Regions from separate parts of the Mus musculus genome. Here region 2 is linked to region 1. A link is a contact called in public HiChIP or PLAC-seq data. All regions are on one chromosome and are shown on one strand. Each heading gives the region's core, a stretch centred on a gene start, on an enhancer-like site or on the middle of the called end of the contact. The rest is flanking DNA. Distances are from core to core; before and after follow the strand shown. Region 1 overlaps D130079A08Rik (RIKEN cDNA D130079A08 gene). Region 2 holds the start of Pou4f1 (POU domain, class 4, transcription factor 1).

The links. HiChIP or PLAC-seq counts read pairs in DNA pulled down with a chosen protein or histone mark.
Region 2: a contact with region 1 is called in an H3K4me3 HiChIP or PLAC-seq map of neural tube, with 2.4 times the contacts expected there. The contact joins the promoter of Pou4f1 here to the enhancer-like site in region 1. A contact is called at or near these places in 2 of 484 Hi-C or Micro-C datasets (embryonic cerebral cortex and neural progenitor cells) and 4 of 115 datasets of contacts at active chromatin or transcription factors (astrocytes, embryonic hindbrain, embryonic midbrain and 1 more).

Annotation. Positions count from the first base shown.
Region 1 is chr14:104,293,641-104,301,080 of GRCm38.p6, forward strand. D130079A08Rik (RIKEN cDNA D130079A08 gene) reads right to left here. Exons shown (of 5, transcript NR_168067.1): 2 at 6,125-6,290; 3 at 1,634-1,728. Among named protein-coding and RNA genes, the nearest start is that of Gm52151, 110 kb to the left of the region's middle. Within about 2 kb of position 4,866, at least 14 of the 459 cell types and tissues checked have an H3K27ac peak or open chromatin away from gene starts, as enhancers often do. A contact at or near this core is called in neural tube, where this site is marked.
Region 2 is chr14:104,462,453-104,469,892 of GRCm38.p6, forward strand. It overlaps Pou4f1 (POU domain, class 4, transcription factor 1), which reads right to left and starts at 5,547. Exons shown (of 3, transcript NM_011143.4): 1 at 5,159-5,547; 2 at 3,233-4,419; 3 at 1-2,092. The coding sequence starts at 5,281. The coding sequence ends at 3,277.

The sequences.
Region 1 (7,440 bases), core at 3,616-6,115:
ATTTACATGTCAAATGTTATCCTGAAAGTCCCCTATACACTCCCCCTGCCCTGCTCCCCAACCCATCCACTCCTGCTCCCTGGCCTTGGCATTCCCTGAGATGTGGCATTTCTAAGCTTACTGATGACACTATTTTCCTAGAGTCATGTTCTGAAGTCTCTGGACCGTTAAAAGACAGTAGATCCCAAGAAGTTTCTCATTTGTGATGTAAACTATCTTCACTGCTAGACCCTTTTCACTAGGATCTCTCGAATCTGTGGAATTAGCTGGAAAAAAAAATAGGTATTCCCGTCACACAGCCCTAGCTTTGTCCTCTGATTACTCAAGGGCGGAAGCTCCTCCCAGCCTACCTCCCTGTGCACAGCCATAACAATGCACCAGACACTGTAGCTTATCCAGCTTCCTTCAGTTTCACAGTCTGGAGAACAAGATTAGCTCAATGTATCAGCAGCATTTACTCTGGTGTGGTCTCTCTTGGGCTTATGGGTGCCCTGGTACCTTTCATTGAATTTCCTGCTCTGAATGTCCTTGCCCTCGTTATTTCTTTAAAAGACAACAAACAAGCTGTGGACTAGGAGCCTTTTATAAAACTTCTTTAACGATCTCATCTCCAAATGCAGTCACTTTGCAGACAGTGGGTTAAGATTTCAATATATGGGTGTGTGGAAGAGGGGAGTAGTTCAACACATAATGCCCTGGTTCTCCATGTGTAATTCTCCCAACTGAAGATGCCCAATTATCCAATGATGAGAACTTGTCTCACCTAACACATTTTGAGAAGGGACAATGTTACAGACCCTCTTGTTTTTTTAGCTACCAATTGTAGTACGATTTCAGGTTTGGATTAGGTTTCTTCATGATCTTTCTCCACGAATAATCCACAGCCAGCACAATAAATGGTGATTTTGTGAGGGCACAAACTGTACCTTATTCACATTTTGGGTCTTAGCATTGTGTTTGGTACAAAGTGAAGTTCGATATTGGTACACAGGGCTTGGCTTTTGGTCTACATTCTTCTCTTGTGTAGTCAGATTAACAAAACCGGTAACTCCCTTATGGGTGACCACTGTACCAGTGTGAATAAAAATGTATACAAATAAAATAAAAATGAAAACCACCAATGGTTTCCTCCCTTCTGCCCGGTGAGTAGAGACAGAATAAACCTGGTTTCTTTACACTTCTCACTTATGATTGGCAACACAAAGATCCATTTCCCCAGATGCCTGATTCGAGCATTCCAGCTTCTCTGGCTGCAATTCTGCTACACTGACTAATGCTTTGAGGCCCTAAGACGCAGTTCTTATAGGAAGGACTTTTATTAAGTGGGCGGCAGGATTGTTGCCAGCAAGGCTTCTGCACATTAATTTAGAGAGAAAAGCGGTTTCTGTGTAACTTAACCAAACCCAACAGCTCTTTCCACTTTACCTGAATAAAGTATTTTCATGTTTTATCACACTAGTTTGCAACTGCACAAGCTTCACCCAGTTTTTAAGAGTAGCTATGAACTGTCAGGATGCATTATTTGAAATGAAGCCTGACAGCTCTAGGCTTGAAAGTAAAATACATTTTATTGTTTAAAAGCATTTCTCCATCACCTCACTTTTATCCAACCCCCCCCCCAAACCCCACCCACCTCGGCATTGCTCATGAGCACACACCACAGGCATTCTGAAATGGTTTCATCCTTATCAACTAGGAGCGAAGTCCCAAAGATGCAGCATTCTTTTCCTAGATTGAAAAGAACCGGAGAGTAAGGACAGAGTTAGGTATTCATATACGAAGCAAATAGGTGCAGAAGAGATGTTACTACTAGAGAGTCGCAGGATTAGAAGCAAAACAAAGGACCAAAAAAAAAAACTGCTTAATTAAAATCTGGGGATGAGCATACCCCTAGTCTGCTTGAGCCTCCACTACACATGTTGCTGGCTTCATTTCTGGAAATGCCATAAAGAAGTTAGCTCAGATGAAGGAGGGTGGCAAGCTGAAGTGATTTGCACTTTTTATGACACTAACTAGCAATTTTGGGGACTATAAAGCAATCTGTGGCCTGGTTCCAAATTCCAGTGCTACTGGCTTGTCACAGAATGCTGTTTTCCCAGAGAAAAGTGTCCCTAGATTCTCTAAAATTACCTCGAGGTTCCTCTGCACTCTAGATATCCTTAGCACTTTTTCAAAGACGTATTCTTGGAAACACCCAAGTGGAGGATCTTTTCCCAGTGAATTCCCTTTTCCAGAAATTCATAGCTCTCTTCCCACCGTGTGACTGTGGCTGCAGAGATGCAGGATTCTGTTCTGAGAGCGCACTGTGGGGAGGGATGGACTGGGAAAAATTAACTCACAAATGCAAACCTTTTTTTTTTTTTTTACTAATGCACTATAATGGAAGCCTCATCCCCCATGTACATTATCTGGCAAACTAGTTACACATTTAATAAGGTTTTGCCGTATAAATTATAAATGAAATAAACAATTCTGTCACCATGGTGTGCAATGAACACACCACATGTTACATGTAAATATATTAGTCATTTGCCTTTTGTTTATGTGTCACTGAAATCCATTTTCTTTACGCTGTATTTTCTATTCCCGATGGGTTCCAGAGTCATTTTAGTTCTGCGCACAACGGCCTTTAAAGTGGAATGATGTTGTTATTGTCCTCTTCCTGCCCAGTTTTAATAACACCTGCTCTTTGTGCCAGTTTCATTTACTGCTGCAAATTGTTAACTCAACAGAGAACAACAACAAAAACAAAACAAAAAAAAAAACAGAACAAAACAAAAAACCCTAATGATAATTGTGACTCCAGAAAGGACCCGGGTGATGTATTGACACAATACAGAGAACATATTGGAACCAGTTTTATTCTCAATATTTCCCCCAAATTAAATACACCCATAAAGCAAGTCTCCCTCCACTCTCAGCCCAAACTCTTAGCTTCTAACGATATAATTAAAAAAAGAAAAAGGAAAAGAATCAACAACTCGGCCTTTCAAGTGGTGGCATTTTTATTTTAAGCAGAGCGGGGCGGCATAGATGTATGGAGGATGCAAATGTAGATCCTTCCCATGGCTCTCCACAGTGTGACAGCTGTGGACGGGATCAAGACAAAGGCAGTGACTGCTCCAAGAAAATGATGGCTTGGGCATCTCCAGCCCAATCAATAATCTGGCTTGTTCAGGTCAATCACTTCATGGCCGTATTTAGTTGGAGCCAGTCAACCATTATTAGTTTGACACCCAGAGGCTATTTCTTGCTGCTGTGGACGGTGGAGAGACCTTATGCATATCTCTTCAGAAGCAAGTGTAGAGAGAGTATTTGTAATGATGGGACCATCACATAGACTTTAGAGAGAGTCCAATTTGTCAGGACTGGACTGATACCACATCACAGGCCAATTTGCGCTAATATCACCTAATATTTCATCCACTGCAAGACTTTATGGAAATGTTTTGAAGCCTCTATTGTAACTCATTAGGACTTAGGATCAGGGGCTAGGAAGAGGGATAGAGATGTCTTATATTTCTAGATGATCGCCCAAAGGAGTTAATAATTTAACCTTCCCCAACCATTTGGTTCCATTCTTACCTTACCCTGACAGATTACCAACATAATCGTGGAAAGCTCTTTCCCAGACAGAAAAGACAGGCTGTCCATAATCACTATTTCAGGTTAGTTACAGGCTAATGTTTTCATGATCTCATCAGAGATATGGTTAAAAGTGGGGTCCAGAATGCATCCAAAAGCATTATAAATTACTAAACGGGCAATAGGGTTAGCCAGGGAGAGCTATTTCTAGCTGCATGCAGGTTTCATCTCTGCAGCCCGTGGAAGGCATTCAGTTGCCCACCGTGGCTTTCACATATGCACACTGATGGGAAACAGTTTGTGGAGAGGAGGAATCCGCAGGAGGCCGTGGAAAAGGCTCTTGCTGTCGGATCTTTCCCTTATCAGGTTTTACTGTTTCTCCTGGACGGCATGCCATCGAGTATAATAAATCTCAGTTTGTTTATATTCTGAGTCTGTATTTGCACTTTGGTGATTATATTTGAATTCATGCAAAGATCTCTTTTTTTAAGAACTCCAACATAATCTTCTCATTAATCCTGCCCTGTTTGTCTGTTATTAATAGGCCACTGTACAATGTATTCTGCTGCAAAACTCCACCAGGCACGACTAATTCAGATAATTAATTTGCTAGAACATTAACACCATCAAATGAGCCTGCTAAACCGGTAAATTTAAAGTAAATTAAACTTAATGTGCAGGTTATTGCAATTAAGTCTGCCTTGTCTTTCTGAGGGATTTCAACATCCTCAGTATTTAAGAGGCACTCATAATGCATGCAAGTGGGCGGGCTTTTTGGCTAATTAACACAAGAGTCTAATCTGCTTTTCAATTAGGATGGATGTTTATAATGTGCGGGTGACAGTGTTGCGATCCCATGCAGCCTAACAGGAGTGCACAGCATAATTATAGCTGAAAAGAGAGGCTCATGCAGGGCCTTTTTAGGGGTTAATGAGACATCGGCAGCTTCCAGCTGAGGAGATCGAGCCAGTTTAGTGTAGCTTCAAGAGGAAACCACCCATAGGGGTTTCCTTTGAAGTGTCAAAAGGTCCCCTTGTTCTGGGTGGCTTATGTTTCATTTGTCTGAGTGGCATATCAAAAATTGATGAGCTGCCAGCAGCAGTCCCTATGACATTAATTCACCAATTGTGTTTCTAATAGTTTCATCCTTAAATAAATTTGGATGATGAGAATGGTAAGGAGAGTCAAGGTTCTGAAAACAATGAACAGGGCCAGGCCAGTGTTCAGTTTTTATACAGTAGAGAGGAGTGTAGCGGTGGTAAATGTTAATGGCAGGCCAGGCCTGCTGTACTCTGGGTTATTAGCCAGTGCAAGACAAAGATGCATTGTGCCAGGGCCCTCTATTCAACAACAGTGGCTCAGACAGCAATAAAGACGTGGCCTTCATTGACACGTGGTTTAAACTCTAAATACTTGAGAGAAAAGTCTCACACAAGGCTTTAGAAGATGAAACGTGGAGGAAGTTGAGCTGAGTGTTCCTACAAAACCCTGATACAAAATCATATGCAACCAGGACTGAGGCCAAGAGATAAAAACATAATAAGAATGCCACAGTAAAAAAATAGCTATTGTCTCTTGGATCTAGAATAAACCACAGGCCAAGGTGTTACACAGTCTGAAGCTAAGTTGTTGCAAGGCACATACGATGGTCCTCCTCCAGTACCATTAGGATCTAGCTCATATATAGACAGGCATGCCAATTAACTATACTTCCAGGGCTTCAAAACTCAGTGGAGATATACTTGTTAAAGATTAGAACTATGCCAAGGATGAAGACCAGACCTACCATGCATGCCTCCAAGTGACCTGGGTACAACCACAAGGTTTGGAAGAGCTAATGCTAAACTTTCGAGATACTTAGGTGAGCGCAAAAAAGTGAAGACACCAAAAGCCTGCCCTGAAGTAAAGTTGCTCACACTTCAGTACTGCATGTGTCTCTTAAGGGTAACAAATTATGTATGATGGTTATAAAGAGGATTGCAAAGGTGTCTTTCCTCTGGACTTTATATAACATAAATGAAGCAAATTATTGCTGAATAAAACGGTTCTGTTTCACAGACACGAATGAGGAAGTCACAGATTGTATTCCAGTTTCTGGGGAAATGACTAATATAATTACCCAAGTTAGTTGTGAACTTTCCTAAACTACTAGGCTTATATACGTAACTGTGTTATAGTTGTGACATATTATAACAAATACTGATAAGGAAAAGCATTGATGTATACATTCATGCATTTATGTTTTGGGCACCATTGCTGTTGCTGCTGCTGTTACTGTTGCTGCAGTTGCTATCTGAAAAAAACCTGTGCAATTAGCCAAGACAAGAGAGAAGGAAGCTCCTGTCACTGTGATAGAAAGATGGCAGTAAATTTGAGACAGAATAATTGAGAGAGAATGAGTGTCTTAAGGGGTGACTTTAAACTGAATGTGAAGGCAAGATTTTTGCAAAGAAGCAACATTGATACTGAAATCTAAACTGTATTATAAAGTTTTAAGCAAAACATGATCTATTTTTCAAAAGATAATTTTGTATATTACCTGGAAACTGGAAGTAGCCTAGAAGAATATCAGCCATGAACTGTGAAGCGTCTCCATTCCTACTTCTATGAAGCATCTCCATCCTTCTTTCTAATGTCCTTCAGATGACACTACCTACATCCAATTTCTGGACTCAAAATATCACACAGAAGTTTGACAAATATTGCTGCGTAAGAAAGAGAATTCTGGAATAAATCATTTTACATTTAACTGGGAGTACAGAGTTGTAACTCAAACACAAGAGTATGGATTTGCGATTTCAAGAGGGATTTCATGTTATTGGAAGCCAAAAGGAGATACATCTTTATATGTCCCTCAATAAACAACATATAATTTTGTATTCAGAGCTGAAGATGTAAGCCCAGAGTTATCAACACATACTCAAAAACATGGGGTAGCAAATCCTGCCTGGTGAAGAATACACAGGAAGTAGTGGAGTCCCATCATTAACTTACAGAGAACAAGACATGTCAGCCATGGAGACAGAAGCTGAATGGCCACTGAGGTCAGGGGAGCAAACATGAATATGAAGGAGAGTGACATTGCAAACAAAGGGGACAGCTTCAAGAAAAACACAGCAGCCAGCTGTGTGGAATGCTAATGAGAGGCCGAATAAGATGAAAAGACACAAATGTCTACCAGATTTAGCATCATGACGGTCAGTTGTGACCTTGACAGGAGTCATTTTCATGATGTGAGGGGCAGACGGAAACCTGCTTGAGGAAGGAATGGTTGATGAGGAGGTCGAGGTAGCTTCCACAGGCAACCGTGGGTGATTAGCAATCATGGTGGCTGGCAGGACATAAGATCCAAGAGATACTTCTCAACAGAGAAGAACTTGGAGTATGTTAGTGACAACAATCTGGGAAACAGAAAGTCTCTGACAGAGAAAAGTAAAGAAGACAATAGGGAACCCAAATGTGGGAAGGGGGAAGATCGGCCTTTGATGAGACCCAAAGTCCTGGAAACTCAAAGAGAATCAGTATGGGAAGAGGCTCAGGAAAGGGTCAAGAGGAGAGAAGAGTCCGGAGAAATAGTTCTTGAGAATCAAAAAAAAAAAAAAAAAAAAAAAACAAAAACAAACAAACCAAAAATAATAGTGTCCAACTTTCCGTGTGTTTCACAAGTTGATGCATACTTAATGAAAATGGAAAAATAAAGAGATGAGTACTTGTATTTCAAGAATAATGCAGTGCTTCAATGGTGGGGGAAAAAACAACTTTATTTCACTGTGGATTAAAAAAAACTATGATAAGACTTGTAATCTGTAATAACCTATCTGGTCCTAGGGACCTTACTGTTATCAATTAGAGACA
Region 2 (7,440 bases), core at 4,297-6,796, 170 kb after region 1:
AAAACAACCTTTGTAAATCTTTTTATTTGTTCATCCCTGGATCTCCAACAATGAAATCTGGTCATACTTTTCTATAAAATAATGTGTTCTTTTACAAATGTATTTTATTAGAAACTCTGATGATATCTCAAGTCAATAACAGAAACAAATCAATTTTGATGGAAGAGATCTATTTTTAAAAATACCTCTAGTGCTTTTTAAAATATTAACAACTGTTTTAAAATCACACCTTTTTAAAATGTACTATTCTTTTCTGAACACTTTTCTTTCACAGATATGCCGGTGAAGTTAAAAAGATTTAGCTAAAATAGGATGACTTCAGAGGATATAGTCCCAACTATTAAGAAAGTTTGTACATTTGGCATTTGATCTAGTTCCAGGTCACCAAAAGAAAAAGAAAAAAGAGAAAGAAATAGAACACCTCTTGTCAATGTGAAGCAATAGGTGGTATGCAGAATGTTCTAAATGAAGTGAAGCATTTGACAAGTTGTTGGGGCAGATCATAGGATACTTTTCTAATTCATTAACTGCCAACGAAAAGTCCTTTAGTTACAACGTTTTTTGTTTTTTGTTTTTTGTTTTTTTTTTTTTTTTTTAGATGTGTTTTTCGAGTAGAACAGCACATTCAAACCTCTCGATGCCTGAATCCCTGACCTTCAACTTAAATACTTTGCAGGTGCCTGGTTGTTTACAGCTTACCATCACCACTCTGAAACCAACGAAGTGGCTTAAAAGCTTCTGCAGATAAAATTAAAACTTTGATAAAATGGACGAGTAAGTTACCTTCCTCAGAGCACCAGTTCCCATGACCTATCTGAAACTGAATTCTCATTCAGGAAAAACAAACAAACAAACAAACAAACACCAAAACAAAACCCTAAAACTCATCCTTTCACTCCCACTGCCTCCCCTGCCTCCCCCTCTTGCGTGATTTTAAAGTTTGGTTGAGGCTTTCTGTTTGGTGTGGGTTATTTGTTTTGTTTTGTTGTTTTCTCTCATTTGTTGACCGGCCCTACCAGGACTTGGCTCAATATAAACACAAAAATGCACCCAGATCATAAAACTGCTCTTCTTTCAGTCATGTTTTATTTGGAAGTGGACTGGGACACATCTCCCTGTTGTATGTTGGCGCACAGAAATGGTTCTGATGGGGTGGGGTGGGGGTGGGGGCAATAGAGCGAAGACATAACCAAGGAGAGAGCTCTGCAGACACAACATGGACAGGAGGATCAGTCAGTGAGACATTTCAGGATTAACACTGGCAGTTTGTAACCACTGTGTGTGGGCCTGTGCATGAAAGAAAATATTTACAATAATGTGTTTTCAGTGGAAACAGGCAGTAGACTGTGAAATCACACTATCCACAAAAAAATGGTCTACCAGAAAGCTAGCCCAGTTTAGTGCTCAGTTTCAAATGCATAGAATGTTTTGTGCTGCAAACAATGACATACAACATAATTAAATAAATAACAACGCCTACCCAGAGTGAGACCTAATCACATTTCTTTCTGCACCTTTCGAGCCATGCATGATTTCAGTCTTGTTAAACAGTGCTTCCCCCCTTATCTCTTCCGTTTTCATCTTTAGTTATGGTTAAATGATAGTAACAGACCATCTCCACATGAGATCCAAAGGGGATCTTCTACACAACAAAGCAGGCATTTCACTAAACCACATTTCTCTCTCTCTCTCTTTCTTTCTCAAACTGTCTTTCTCAAAAAATTTTTCCTTAAAATCCGTCAGCAGCTTGGATTATTAGTATGAAATATCACACATGATTTTCTATTTTGGAAACTCATAGTGCAAATTGAAGTTTTTGTGACTCAACATTTATCCCCGGTAATAAATGATCCTTGAATAACAACAACAAGAACAACAACAACAACAGGGAAACACTGTTCCCCTTCCCCCAGGTAAGTGCAGACCTATTTGAAACGAACAAGGTGGGAGGGGCTTTAAATCTTTAAATCTCTTCCTTTCTTCTGGGATTTTAGGTGATTTTTCTTACATGGGACTCCTGCCCCCAAATGAGAGCAGAAACTTCTCAGCTTTTCAACAACTTCACGGTTCTCCAAAGGAGGGAGACAGGGACCTAGAAGAGCGAGATGGGCTGTATTCAGTGGAGAGAAGTGGAAACGGAAGCAAGTTTCTTCCCTAAGATCTCCCACCCTCTCTTAATAAGTGCGATGGCAGAGTTTGAATCCGAACTAAAAAAAAAAAAAAAAAAAAAAACAGAGGGCACTCTAAAGTTCTAGAAGTAGGATGGGGGGGGGGGGACACTGTCAGATAATTTGTTCATGGATCCATGAAGAAAATTATAAAAGTAAAACCCTACTGTAGGTATGGTCATTTAATTATCCCAGAATAAATTCTTTTTTTTTTTCGGAGAACCTAATTTCTGTCTTTTGAGTTCTCATTGCCTCAAGACCTGACCAAGACCACAAGACTGAGGCCATTGGCTCCTGGGAAATGAAGATTCGGTGTGAATGACCAGGCAGCCTCCCCAAGCGCATGTAAGCTAAGCTCCAGATGCTGAGTGGAAGCCAAGCCTGGAGTCTCTTTGGAAGAGAGGAAATAAACCAAAGAGGGTGCAGGTGTGAGACTTTAGAAGGGAAAGTTAAACACAGGACTAGCTTTCTGCCCGGAAGCTCAAGGTGCAGGCTGATAGATTTCCTATGTGACTCACTTGTGCTTGGGAAGTTGGGGCGGTGGTAGTAATGGTACTGCTGCTTTCTCTTCCTTGGGGGTAAACGAGGCTGCAGAATACTGCTCCCAGGAGTTAAGTTCCTAAAGCATCTTTGCCCCCCCCCTTATTTGTCTAGTGTTTTATGTTTTGTTTTTGGTGATGGTTGGTAGTTTTATCTTTGTACATAGTTCCTTGGTCCCCAGATGATTTTGTAAGTGTCTCTGGTCAAGATCCCCAGTTCTTCACCCATCTTTCCCTCCCACCCTGCTCCCCAGAACCATCCTGCTTCTCGAAACCCCCCCAGCTCCAGTCTTTGCGTTTCTCCCCCACCCCCCAGGCCCTGCTCACCTAAACGTCCCCCATTCTCTCCTGCCATCCCAAACTTTCTCCACACCCACACCCCTGTTCTCTAGGCTGGGGGACAGCTAGGGCCGGGTGCAGAGTGGAGCTGAGGGAAGGGCAAGAAAAGGAACTCCCCAAATGCAGGCAGGATAACGGACAGTCTAAATGAGGGGAAGTGGGCCAGAGGGAGCCCCAGAAACGCACCCCTCAGCTCCCCAGTGTGCCCCACCCGGCGTCTCACACCCTCCTCAGTAAGTGGCAGAGAATTTCATCCGCTTCTGCTTCTGTCTCTGGTTGCAAAACCACACCCGCACCACGTTCTTTTTGAGGTCCAGTTTCTCGGCGATGGCGGCGATCTTCTCAGACGAGGGCCGGGGTTGTACGGCAAAATAGGCCTCGAGGGAGCGCTTCTCGGGCGCGGCGATGGAAGTCCGCTTGCGCTTCTTCTCGCCGCCGTTGAAGAGCTCCGGCTTGTTCATTTTCTCACGCTGCGCGCCCTCGGCCTCCTCCAGCCACGCCTGCAGGATGGGCTTGAGCGCGATCATGTTGTTGTGCGAGAGCGTGAGCGACTCGAACCTGCAGATGGTGCTCTGGCTGAGCGAGCCCACGCCCGGGATCTTGAGGTTGGCCAGCGCCGAGCCCACGTCGGCCTGCGTCACGCCCAGCTTGATGCGCCGCTGCTTGAAGCGCTCGGCGAACGCCTCGAGCTCGCGCGGGTCCGTGTCCGAGTCGCAGATGGACGCCAGGCCCGCCGCGCCCACCACCGCCGCCGCGGCCGACGCCGCCGCCACCTGCCCCGCCGCCGCCGCCGCCGCTGCCGCCGCCGCGCCGTGGTGCGCCGCCGCGGCCACGAGCCCGGGATGCGGCAGCCCGGACGGCATGTTCATGGCCGCCGCCGCCGCGGGGTGCGACAGGTGGCCCAGGCCGTGCATGTGCGGGTGCGGATGCGCCGAGCCGCCCAAGAGCCCGCCGCCCGGGCCGCCGCCGCCGCCCCCCGGGCCGCCGCCGCCGCCGCCACCCCCGGGGCCGCCGCCGCCCGGGCCACCGCCGCCCCCCGGTCCGCCTCCGCCCCCGGGGCCGTCGTGGGCGCCGCCGCCGCCTCCCGCCGCGCCTGCGCCCCCTGCGCCGGCCATGAGCGCGAGCGACGGCGACGAGATGTGGTCCAGCAGGTCACCGGGCTCGAGCGCCTGGTGGTGGTGGTGGTGGTGGTGGTGGTGCGCCAGCGGCACGGTGGACGTGGACGTGCAGGGCACGCTATTCATCGTGTGGTACGTGGCGTCCGGCTTGAAAGGGTGGCTCTTGCCCTGGGACACCGCGATGTCCACGGCCGCCAGCGCCTCGGCCCGCGCCAGCAGCGTCTCGTCCAGGCTGGCGAAGAGGTTGCTCTGCAGCTGCAGGCGACACAAACCAAACCAAAAAGAAAAGGAAAGAAAAAAAAAAGAAGAAAGAAAAAGAAAAAAAAAGAAAAAAGGGGGGACAAACACCAAAGAAACCACAAAACAAACACACAAGCAGGAAAGCACGGGCAAAAGGCAAAACACAAAGCGACCAAAATAACAACGGGGGGTGGGAAGAGCAGGGTCAACGGAGGACCGGGGGACGATTTGAGAACATGCCGGGGTGGGGGAAATAGAAGGGGAGAGGCACAGGGCCAGGGAAGGGTAGAAGGGGACGCACACGGAAACACATTCCGGGGAAGACAGTGGGAGACGACAAAAAAGAGCGAAAAGAAGAAGAAAAAGAAGAAATGGAGATGTCACTCGAAGCTAAGGACCCGTGCCACACACCCGAACGAGAAAGCGAGCGAGCGAGCGAGCGAGCGAGCGAGCGAGCAGAGATCGCCTTGTGCAGGCGTAAAATTAACCGACAAAGTGGAGCCAAGTCGACAGCCGCGGCCCGAGAGCTCCCCGCGGATGGCAGGCGCTGGACAGAGGCACAGGCGGATGGGACCCGGGCCTCCAGCGGCCCCGGGCCACGCGTGCCTGGCAGCGGGATCCCTCTAAGAGCAGTCCCGCCCGCGGGAGCGGGGCCCGGAGCCGCCCGGGGCAGCTGCCGCCAGGCAGCGGCGCGGAGCGGGGGAGGGGGCGAGCGCGCGGGCCGGGACCGGGGCCGCGGGCGTGGGGCGCTTACCGGCGGCGTGGGCAGGCAGGCCCGCCGGATGGCCTCGGAGCTGGAGTGCAGCGACGGGTACTTGTGCTCAGGGAGGGTGGGATGCATGGCAAAGTGAGGCTGCTTGCTGTTCATGGACATCATCTTGGCGCCTTGGCATGTAAAAATCCACAAAACACTCGCAAAGTCCGCGGCAAAGTGCGCACGCCGGCTCGCCCGGCCTCCGTCCCGAGGCTGCGCTCGCTCGCACTGCTCGGCGGCTCCGCTCGGAGGCTCGCCGCGGGGGCTGCTGCTGCTGCTGCTGCCGCTGCTGCGCCGGCGAGCGCAGCCCGCTGCCTCGGACCGACCGCGCAGAGCGCCCGCCCGCCGGCCCGCGCGCAGGTCCCGCGATCCCGCTTCTCCGAGAGCTCTAGCCCCGGCGCGCCGACGGGCTGCGCTCCTCTTACACCTGAGCCCCACTTCTCGCGGCCGGCCCGGGCAGCTCTCGCGAGAGCTCGCGGGCCCCGCCGCGCTGACAGACAGCAGCTGTCTCCGTCTGTCTGGCGCGCGCCCTCCCCGCGGCCGCGGCGCCGTGCTTGGGCGAGCGAGCGGGCGGGCGGGCGCGCGCGCGCTCGTCGAGCCGCGACCGGCGGCGGCGCGTGGGAGCCGCTCTTATAGTGACCACCAGCAAGGACAAGGCAGGTGATGCACCTGTAGCTGGCCAGGCATGCGCGCTGCAGGTCCCACCTTGCCTCCGCCGGTCTGCAAAGATCAAAAAGGGCCCGTTATTGTTGAAGGGTAGGAACCTTTTGGAGGAAGAAAGCCAGGATGCAAGCACTCCTCTCGGGTGTGTTTTCCTCCCAGAATATATGCGCATTATTTAGGCACACCTCCACTACCCGGTGCCTAACAAGCTGTTATATAATGTATACAGAGAGGCATTTGTATGTTAAATTATGCCCGTGCATTCCTCTGTATATGGAGAAAAATAGCAACACAGAAATGCGCTGTGGATGATGCTGTCTTTATGCTGCAAGAACCTGTTTCTTTCATGGTTTATAAATAGGCTCCCGGAGAATAATAGCCATGACAGACAGTTGTTTGAAGCAGTCAGACGCTATTGATTTCCACGTAATTTAATTTCTCTGCATACTTTGTTGTTGTGAATATAACTGTGTCAGGCACCACCAGTGACAGTCACTTAGGAGCAGTAAGGAGTGTGTGCTTTCTACTCGGGAAAAGCTGTTGAAATGAAATTGTGCATTTCTCTTATTGTTTGTCTCCTTTAACCGTGTACAAACTCACATTTCAAAGGAGCTCTAGGTGATCTGAGGCTTTGAGTCATCAAAAAGGAAAAATAGTAAACAGGGTGTAGCCGAGATCTTTATCTTTTCCTCTCCAGTGAGACACACACACACACACACACACACACACACTTTTTTCCCCCCTGGAAACTCCAGGAAAAGAAATCCACTTCAGAGAAAAGGGAATAAGATGTTGAAAAGAGAACTTTCTTTCACATCGCTTTGGACCCTTGCTTTTTATATCTGCCTGCTTACAGTATTTTTCTTACCTGGGATACAGAATGAAGCTAATCTATAGATTGTAATTCAAAATGTAAATTCAAATCAGATAGAAGGAACTGGTATGCTATCTAGTCCAGCCTTCAATAATAGTAACAACAACAACTGTGAAATGAAGACCTATGAAGAAGAAATAAATTAATGAACCTGTTATATTACCCTCATGTAGCAGCAGATCAAGGGCCTCTCTGGGGAGCCTCAGCTTGGGTGCCTAAGTCCCTAAGGATACAGTCCTTGCCTAGGGTGATAATAACGGTCCAGATGTTATCACATCTGCTGGCTAGAGAGCCTGAGAGAGACAAGAAACTGCTTATGGGAAGCAGAGATCAGATACATAATCTTTCAGGTCACTCGCACAACAAGAAGGTCTGCATTTCCACCAAAGAGGAGATCTCATTTCTGCAAACCCAAATCTTTGGTCCAGCAGATTTGTATTTTTCCTTTGCTTTAGAGAGTGTATATCTTCAGGACACCCACGAGTTTATTCAGATTCCAAGAAGAGCCCACAGACATCACTGGCTTTTCTTTCTTCTCTTTCCTTTCTGCCCTCCCAACCCCTCCCTTTCTTCTAGCCTGAGAGGGAAGTGAGAAGGATGTTCATTTGCTGGTGCAAGAAGGAGCCACTTCTTCATCCATTATGTGGCTCCCCTGGGAGCGCTAAATGCAACTCTATCTCAGCGGGAAATGGACTATGAGCGGGACATCGCCGGAGGGAAAGAGTGAGTCCAATGGTCTGGGCCC